Regions from separate parts of the Sus scrofa genome. Here region 1 is linked to region 2. Evidence: chromatin contacts called from public HiChIP or PLAC-seq data. All regions are on one chromosome and are shown on one strand. Each heading gives the region's core, a stretch centred on a gene start, on an enhancer-like site or on the middle of the called end of the contact. The rest is flanking DNA. Distances are from core to core; before and after follow the strand shown. Region 1 holds the start of SLC20A2 (sodium-dependent phosphate transporter 2). Region 2 overlaps SLC20A2 (sodium-dependent phosphate transporter 2).

Evidence for each region. HiChIP or PLAC-seq counts read pairs in DNA pulled down with a chosen protein or histone mark.
Region 1: an H3K27ac HiChIP or PLAC-seq map of alveolar macrophages shows a contact between it and region 2. The contact joins the promoter of SLC20A2 here to the enhancer-like site in region 2. A contact is called at or near these places in 4 of 47 Hi-C or Micro-C datasets (alveolar macrophages, embryonic fibroblasts, heart right ventricle and 1 more) and 2 of 2 datasets of contacts at active chromatin or transcription factors (alveolar macrophages and skeletal muscle).

Annotation. Positions count from the first base shown.
Region 1 is chr17:11,547,129-11,551,268 of Sscrofa11.1, reverse strand. SLC20A2 (sodium-dependent phosphate transporter 2) reads left to right here and starts at 1,646. Exons shown (of 12, transcript XM_021078067.1): 1 at 1,646-4,140. It overlaps SMIM19 (small integral membrane protein 19), which reads right to left and starts at 1,362. Exons shown (of 4, transcript NM_001190223.1): 1 at 1,137-1,362.
Region 2 is chr17:11,456,957-11,461,274 of Sscrofa11.1, reverse strand. All of the region lies in intron 6 of SLC20A2 (sodium-dependent phosphate transporter 2), which reads left to right. Among named protein-coding and RNA genes, the nearest start is that of VDAC3, 46 kb to the right of the region's middle. Within about 2 kb of position 2,929, at least 6 of the 83 cell types and tissues checked have an H3K27ac peak or open chromatin away from gene starts, as enhancers often do. A contact at or near this core is called in alveolar macrophages, where this site is marked.

The sequences.
Region 1 (4,140 bases), core at 397-2,896, 91 kb before region 2:
AGCTCCAAGAGTGTCTTTCAACACAGCCCAACTCCTAAGTGTGATTTTCTTGCAGTCCTCTGAATCCCTAAAGGTTTGAGTTCCTCAAACGGAAATGTATAAGCTCACAGGGCTTCCACTAAGACGAAGGAAATTAACATTTGAGGGCGCCTGTGCTGGCAGCGCCCGCATTCTCTGAATTTTCACAACCCGCCTGCTGGGAGGCACTAAAGTTCCATTTGGCCGAAGACCGGGGATGGTGGTGGTGGTTTTGCAACTTGCCCAAAGCCGTCGAGGCCAGGGTATGGAGGGAAGTGTAGTCACATACCTAACCCCCAAACGTGAACGCTTCAGGCCCCACCCAGACCCGTGACACCCCCAGGTCCTGGAAAGAAGTGTGGTGAAGCAGGCACCTCGAAATCCATCCCCCACCCCCGTGTAAGCGGCCAGGGCAGGAGCGGCCTGGGCGCCGGCGCCCGCAGGCTGCACGGTGCGATCCTAAAGCGCGTCCGCTAAACCCAGCGGTCCCCAGCCAGCCCCGGCCTCGCGCTGGGGAGACCGCGACTTCCACCTCTCCATCCGCGTTTCCGGAACTCGGAGCCTCCCTACTCCCTCCCGCCTGAGAGGCTCAAGCGGGGCGCAGCGGCTGAGAGGCCCGGACGCCGGCGGGCAGTGGGCCGGGCACCGGGCTGGGGGCGCCTGCCCCTCCCCGTCTCCCCCTCCCCCACAAGCCGGGGCGGGGCGCACGGCGGGGGCGGGGCCGGACGGGGGCGGGGCCGGGCGGCCGCAGGCGCGGGGCGCGGGTCCACTCACGCTGCTCGCTCCGCAGGCGGCGCGAGGCTGGGCTGCTCTGCTCGGGGCTCCTTCCCCCGCAGTTGCGGCCGGACGCGCGGAGCCGGTTACCGAACGGACCCGGACGACCTCTGCTTCGTCATTTCCTGCCGGCCCGTTGGCTTCCGGATGGAACAAGGAGCCAGGTCTTTCCCCCCCGCCCCCCTCTCAGGGTTTGAACCGGAGAAGCGCAGCGACGGCCCCGGTGCCGCCTCCGGGCGCGTGAGTGGAGCCCGGTTCCCTTCCCTCCCCCGTGGCGCGGCGCCGGCCCCGCCCCCGGCCCCTCCCCGCCTCCCGGACCCGTAGCTACCCCGGCCTGCTGCTACCTCGGGGCTCCAGGGCGGTGGGTCTGGCCGCCGGCTGGAGGTCCACGTGGGTCCGGCCGCGGCGCGTCCGAGCGGGCCGGGAGAGGGGCCGGGTCCTCCGGGAGCGCAAGCAGCTTCCCGTCCCGCCTCGGCGCTCCTGGGCGCCGCTACCCGCGCGGGAGAACGAGTGTGCCTTGGCCCACGGTCGAGATTTAGCTGGAAACGCAAAGATTTTCTCTTTTCGTAATGAGGGCAGAGGGTTACTTTTAGTATTTACTTAGGAAAGCACGTGCTCTCCACACTTTTGCTGCACTTTTCTTGTCATAATAAATGATGCGTGCTGAGAGTATTGAAGTGTTTTAAAAACTGGATGTGCCCAGGATGCTGTAGTATTATTGTTAAAGTGACTTTGGGGTATTTAAGATTTGTGTGTGTGTAAAGAGTTGAAAAATTCTAGCTCGAGACAGGTAAAGAATTTATGTAGGATTTCAGCATCAGCATTGAAGTAATCCGATTTCAGCGGTTGGCGTAGCCTTGCAAATAAATGGCCACTTGTTCACGTGCTCGAGGTCTTAACTATTCATTTTGAGCGTGTTCTCTAGGATCAGCTGACTGCTGATTATAATTCATACTAGACCTTGTAGAGGTTGTATCCTTAATTGACAAGCAGAGATTAGAGCTAAGATTTAACACTCTACCCTTAGCAAGTTTTCTCTGCTTCTTTGTGGATCATTCTGTTAAAATTAAACTCAACTCTTCTGTAGAGGAAGAGCATTCCTTGGTATATAACAAAAGCTTTATTTTTAGTAGTAACATATTAGCTTATATATAGTATGTATATATAATCATATATGTAGTTTTGTAACTATTTAGTACAACTCCAAAGTTGGAAAATTAGAATCAATAATAATTGGGTAATGTTGAGTACCTACCGAGTGTTTGCCAGGCCTGTGCCATACTTTCTTTCATTTAATCTTCCAGATAACTTTTTGCATAAACATAGGTTGTTCAGAAATATTTGAGTACACGAGTTGATTTGAATGTGTCCAAGTGTGGAATATGTACATTAATTACTTCTGTTTCTGTTTTTTTTCAGTTTTTTTTTTTTTTTTTGTAAAATAAGGGTGTTGGCAGTATATAATGACTCAGAGAGTAAATGAATGTGTTTTTCAAGTTGGAAGAGGGCTTTACAATTACATGGAAGGGCAGTCAGTCCCTTCATTAGGGTATTCAGTAGTTTCCAAAGCCCTGTGTCATGTCTCTTTATCCAAGTTGCCATTACGTATCATTGTCACGCAATGAACAGGCCAGGCTTAGGACACTGGATAAAGGTAAATGTTGGGAAAGCCTTAATGTCCCCTTCTGAAAGGCCCCCTCTTTCCATATTTAGTTTCTAAGTGACATTCTTAATAAGAGTTAACAAATGACAGTCAAGCAGGAAGAGTAATTTTCTAGTACCAAACCAAGGAAATAAAAAACAGTGAATTGGCTATTACTTCTTAACATACCTGTGAATGTTAAGAATCTTGGGTAATCCATGCTGTAGGAGTTCTACCTGATTTTTCAGTTTGCCTTGAAATGTCTTCAACATATTCCAGTCCAGTATTTTGTGCATTAACAAGTTAAGTTTTTGGAGTTCCCCCCCATGACGGAGTGGGTTAAAAATCTGATTGCAGTGGCTCAGGTCACGGTAGAGCCCTGGGTTTGATCCTCGGCAGTGAGTTAGGCTGTTGGTGCAGCTGTGGCGGAGGTGGCAGCTGGGGCTTGGATGTGGTCCCTGGCCCAGGAATTTCCACATGGCATGGGGGTGGCCAAAAGAAAAGAAAGGAAAAGAAAAAGTTAATTTTTTGACTGGATTTAATTGAGTAGTTTTGACTTCCTTAATCCAGAAGTTTTATTTTGACTGTGTTTCCAGAGATACAGTTTAATGATGTATGGAGGAATAACAGTGATGAGAATGATGGTGGGATCCAGCAGTTGCATCTTGTGAGAGCAGAAATAGCTGAGAGAACGTGCAGAGGATGAGGGAGGGAGGTGCTTGGAAATGTGTCGTATTTGCGGTTGGAGCGTATTTTCAGATAGTGCTCCATCACTGGAGGAAGAGGATTGAGAATGCTCTGCCGGTTAGGATTTTACGAGAACCTTCTTTGACCTGAAGGCATTTTCCCTGGGGAGGGGATGAGTGATTTGTCATCAGTGGAAGGATGTAGGAAGCAAAAGCTGCATGCATGTCTTTTCCGTGGAGTTACTATTTCCACCCATCGTGACTGATTCTTGCCACCACATGCATGTTCAGGCACATTCCTAGTAGAGATTTGATATTTGTGGGCAGCCACTAGTAGGAGAAGGAAAGAAGAGAAAGGGATGGCAAGTGACAAAGCACAGAGCTTTGGTTAATAGGCTTTCACTGGGGCACAATTTAGCGGCTGCGCCTCCACAGCCTCTATTATGAAAACCGTTCTGATAATACCGACTGTGTCTATAACTCTCTTCTATGTATCTGGAAATATGGAGAATCAACCTTTGAACATGCCTCAAGGAACAATGGAACACACTTAGAATACAGCCTATGACAAGTTTGTCATTTCTCATGCCAGCCATTTCTGTACATTTGTCACTTTTGGAGGCCGGGGTGACAGAATGCCAGCCTTGGCTCGTGTGTACGAGGCATTTAAACCATGTCATGTCTCACCAGGTTGGAGAACAGGTCCTTCTTCCTTCCTCCCTTCAGAACTCGGCTCTCAAGTGGGTGCCCTTTTCAGCTCCTGGGGTGCAGGGGCCTTTTCTGGGTCCCTCCTGGCCATCTGCCCGGAGGCGGGGACAGTGTCTGCATCGCAGGTGTGCAGGAAATACTTGTGCAATGAAGAGATAGGCTGGAATCCTCTCTGTTCTCACCTCCAGTGGAAATCCCACTCACCTTTAGGGGCAGGGCAGCCTCGCCTTCTCCGGAGTCTCAGCTCACAATGCACCCTTTGAGTGTCAGCTGTTTCTGCCACACACTTTGGCATTTAATCTCTTGCAGCTT
Region 2 (4,318 bases), core at 1,680-4,179:
TTATACAGCTTTATAATAAGCATATTTTTTTTCCTGTTTCTTTTTAGGGCCACACCTGCAGCATGTGGAAGTTCCCAGGCTAGGGGTTGAATCAGAGTTGCAGCTGTCGACCTACCCCAGAGCCCCAGCAGTGCGGGATCTGAGCTGAGCCTGTGACCTACACCACAGCTCACGGCAACACCAGATCCTTAATCCACTGAGCGAGGCCGGGGATTGAACCTGAGTCCACGTGGATACTAATTGGGTTTGTTACCATTGAGCCAACGCAATGGGAACTCCACAAGCATGTATTATTTATCAAATTAAAAAGAGAAAGGAGAGGGTGTCTAGAGGCTTAAAGTGGAGTTAATTTAAGGAAACTAATATGGCCTAAAGCCTTCTTGGTTTTATAGAAGTTCATTTAATTTTATTAGATGCTAATAATGATTGTCCTATGTGAAAATTGAGAGCGGTGACCGAGTCATGACTCCAGAAGGCTGTGAATTTTTTAAAAAGTTCCATTGACTTCTCCCCCAAGTCCGTTGGATGTTCTGATCTTTGGGGGTTTGGGAAAGAATCGCAAAGATGCTTGAGGTTAGAGCTGAATCACTATTCATCATATCTTTGCTGTTCAGAAAATGAAAGAGCTTGAGATGAAAGGCCATTGAGGGGTTGGAGCGAGGTCTGGGCTTCCGAGCACCCTGTGTGGGTTCCTGGCAGCCACTGTTGGCCCAGGGACCGGGAGCGATTCAAGCCATGGCCTACTTTGCTGTCCACGGGGTGCGGGGCGGCCGTGCCTCGGCACCCTCTCGAGTGTCGTTGCTGGAAACCAACTCGAGAGCCTCACGGGAAGGCAGTTCACTATGAAATATTTTTGTCCACAACTTTGCTGTAAAAATGTCAGCTTTGAATTTTTGGAAGAAAACTAGTTTTCCCTCAGAGGTACATTGACTGAAGTGCTTTTCTCTGCTGGATTTTTGCTTTTAATTAAATTTTTACCCATGAAATTTGATTTTAATGGATTTAGTACAGTTTAGAGCTATAGCCCATAAATAACTGTCAGTCTATGTTTCTTTTTTAATTAAAGTATTGTTGATTTAAAAAATTTTTTATGAAAGTATAGTTGATTTCAGTCTGCGTCTCTTATATGCAGGCTTTAAAGTAAATTCTGATGCTTTTTAAAATTTTTACTTAATTTTTATTTATTAATTTTTTGTGTCTTTTTAGGACCGCACCCACGGCATATGCAAGTTCCCAGGCTAGAGGTCCAATTGGAGCTGCAGCTGCCAGCCAGCACCACGACCACAGCAATGCCAGATCCTTAACCCACTGAGTGAGGCCAGGGATTGATCCTCATGCCTACTAGTCGGGTTCCGTTACTGCTGAGCTACAATGGCAACTCCAATTTTAATTTTAGTTTTTTTAATTTTAATTTTTTTTTTGGCCTCCCTGCAGCATGCGGATCACACCCAGGCCCCAGCAGTGACAAAGCCAGATCCTTAATCCACTGAGCCACCAGGGAACTCCTTTCTTTATTATTGAAGTATTGTTGATTTACAGTGTTGTGTTAGTTTCAGAGGTATAGCAAAGTGATTCAATTTTATACACACACACATTATATAATGAACACTCTTTTTCAGACTCTTCCCTTATACATTATGACAAAATACTGAGCAGAGCTCCTAAACAGAAGGTCCTTGTTGATTATCTATTTTATATATACATATAAAATGTAGCGCACCTCTGTTCATCTCAAACTGCTCATTTATCCCACCTTACCCTTTCCCCTTTGGTAACCAGTGTTTTTCTAGGTCTTATAGGTCTATTTCTGTTTTGTATACGAGTTAATCCTGATGCTCTTTTGATGCCCTATTAACTTACTGAATTGCTGGAATAATTTGGGAAGATGCGAATTCTGTCCCCTTTCTGCTCCTCCCTCTTCTCTTAGGACCCACGTTCTTTTGCCCCTTTGCTCCCCCCTCCCCCCACCCTTGATTTTCATCTGCCCCCACCCCCCACCCCTTCCACCCCCAGCGACGTGAGCCCCTGATCTCCGTCCGGTTCTTGTGACTGAGAGGCCGCCTTCAGAGCCTCTTGGCCACTTCCCAGGCCAGACCGTGCGTGAAGGCAGCTGTGATGGTAAAGGTTCAAGGTGCAGGTGACCCTGTGGCTTCTTGTCTTAAGCGTCAGAAGGTCATGCAGCCGGCCTCAGTTTCTCCCTTTCGGGTGCTGGTCCTCACAGCCCCTGGCCACCACATGACCTCAGGGGAGAGCATGGGCGGGGGGCTTGGAGCAGTGCATGTGGTACCCCCTCTGCCTTTGCTGTGGGCCCCGCTCAGTGTGGATGGAGGGAAATGGGGCCTGAGGGCAAAAGTGTTCGCTCACTGAAATATTTACACATCTGGCGTTGCCATTGTGGTTCAGTGGGTTAAGAACCCTATTAGTATCCATGAGGACACGGGTTCGATCCCTGGCCTCTCTCAGTGGGTGAAGGATCCAGCGCTGCTGCAAGCTGCAGAATAGGTCGCAGATGCGGCTCAGATCTCACTGTTGCTGTGGCTGTGGTGTAGGCTGGCAGCTGTGGCGCCAATTCAGCCCTTAGCCTGGGAAACTCCGTGGGCTGTGGGTGTGGCCTTGAAGAAATAGAAAAGAAAAAGAAATGTACGTATCCCTCTCCCAAACTGCCTCCCCATCCCCAAGGCCCCCAGGGCGCGCCTGTCCTAGATCAGGTTAACATGGTGAAGCCCAAAGTAGAGCAGTTAACAATTTCACCAACAGGAGGAGCCACAGGGGAAGTGGCGAAACGCCTTCAGAAACCAAGTACGTGTAAGCCTTAGTTGGCATTGCCGTTGGCTGATCAGTTTGGCGTTGGTAGTTTACAGCCACCACTCAGGGCAGCAAGAAGCCACCTCACAGTGGTGCTTTACCACCAGGACGCTGACATAAAGATGGAAAACAGAAGCAGGAAGCTGTGGCCACAGGCGTGGCCAGTGAGGTCAGATGGAGTAGTTTTACGAGCAATTCCAAGCCGCGGATCCTGGGACAGAGCCAAGCTGGGGCCAGGCTGCCAGTTCCTCGGTGCAGCCCCACGTGGGGCCATTGCTTCTGGAGTCACTGGAGGTTTGAGGACAGAGTGGCCTGGCCACTGAGTATCTGTGCCCACCAGTGACCCAAGCTTTATTATAGAAAAATGATAAATAATAATAGTTTTTTTTTCATATTTATGTATGCTAATCCTGACTTCCCATTTATAGTATTAAGTACCTCTTCTTCCTCTTACCATTACCAGAATGTCTAGTAATACCTTAACTGAGGAACTTTGAGTTGGCCTAAACATATAAGATGGTTAAGGAGTTTCCTGGTGGCCTCGCAGTTAAGGGCTCAGCATTGTCACTGCTGTGGCCTGAGTCACTGCTGGCATGAGGTCGATCCCTAGCCCTCATGGGCGGGGGGGCTTGGAGCAGTGCATGTGGTACCCCCTCTGCCTTTGCTGTGGGCCCCGCTCAGTGTGGATGGAGGGAAATGGGGCCTGAGGGCAAAAGTGTTCGCTCACTGAAATGAACTTCCACTTGCTGTGGGTGGGTCAAAATAAAAAGGTTAATGGTGTAACAAAGCGTGCATTATGAGTTATTTACTCTAAGAGCAGAGTTTTAAATAGTTTACTCCTTTCAATCTTTTTTTGAAAATTTGAAAACCTTTTTTACAAGTTTAAAAGAGTTGAGGGATGGAAGTTCCCCTTGTAGCTCAGTGGTAACGAGCCCAACTAGTATCCATGAGGATGCAGGTTCGATCCCTGGCTTCACTCAGTGTTAAGGATTCGGTGTTGTTGTGAGCTACGATGTAGGTTGCAGATGTGGCACAGATTCTGTGTTGCTGTGTCTGTGGTGTAGGCTGGCACCTGTAGCTCCAATTGGACCCCTAGCCTGGGAACTTCCTTATGCTGCAGGTGCAGCCCTAAAAAGCAAAAAAAAAAAAAAAGTTGAGGGGTGGTGGGTTCCCCCCGCCCCAGGAGTCATAGACGTGCCAGGCCCTCCTGAAGGGCAGGGCAGTAAATCAGACCCACTGTTCTCTTTAAGAGCAATTTACGAAAGTATGTGTTTATTAGAAATTTTTGAAATTAACAGTACAAAAGTCTCTTCAGTGAGATGGGAGAGCCCCCGCCAGGGTCCATCTCTCTGCAGGAGTAACCACGGATTCTCTCCAGAACTTTTCTGTCTATTTGCATGTGTGGTAGGAGTGAAGGCATCGGGTGGTTTTCTCTTCCAAGCATAAATTGGATCGCCCTACACATACCATGACCCAGCTGGCCTTTCTTTTTTTTTTTTTTTAAGTTTATTTA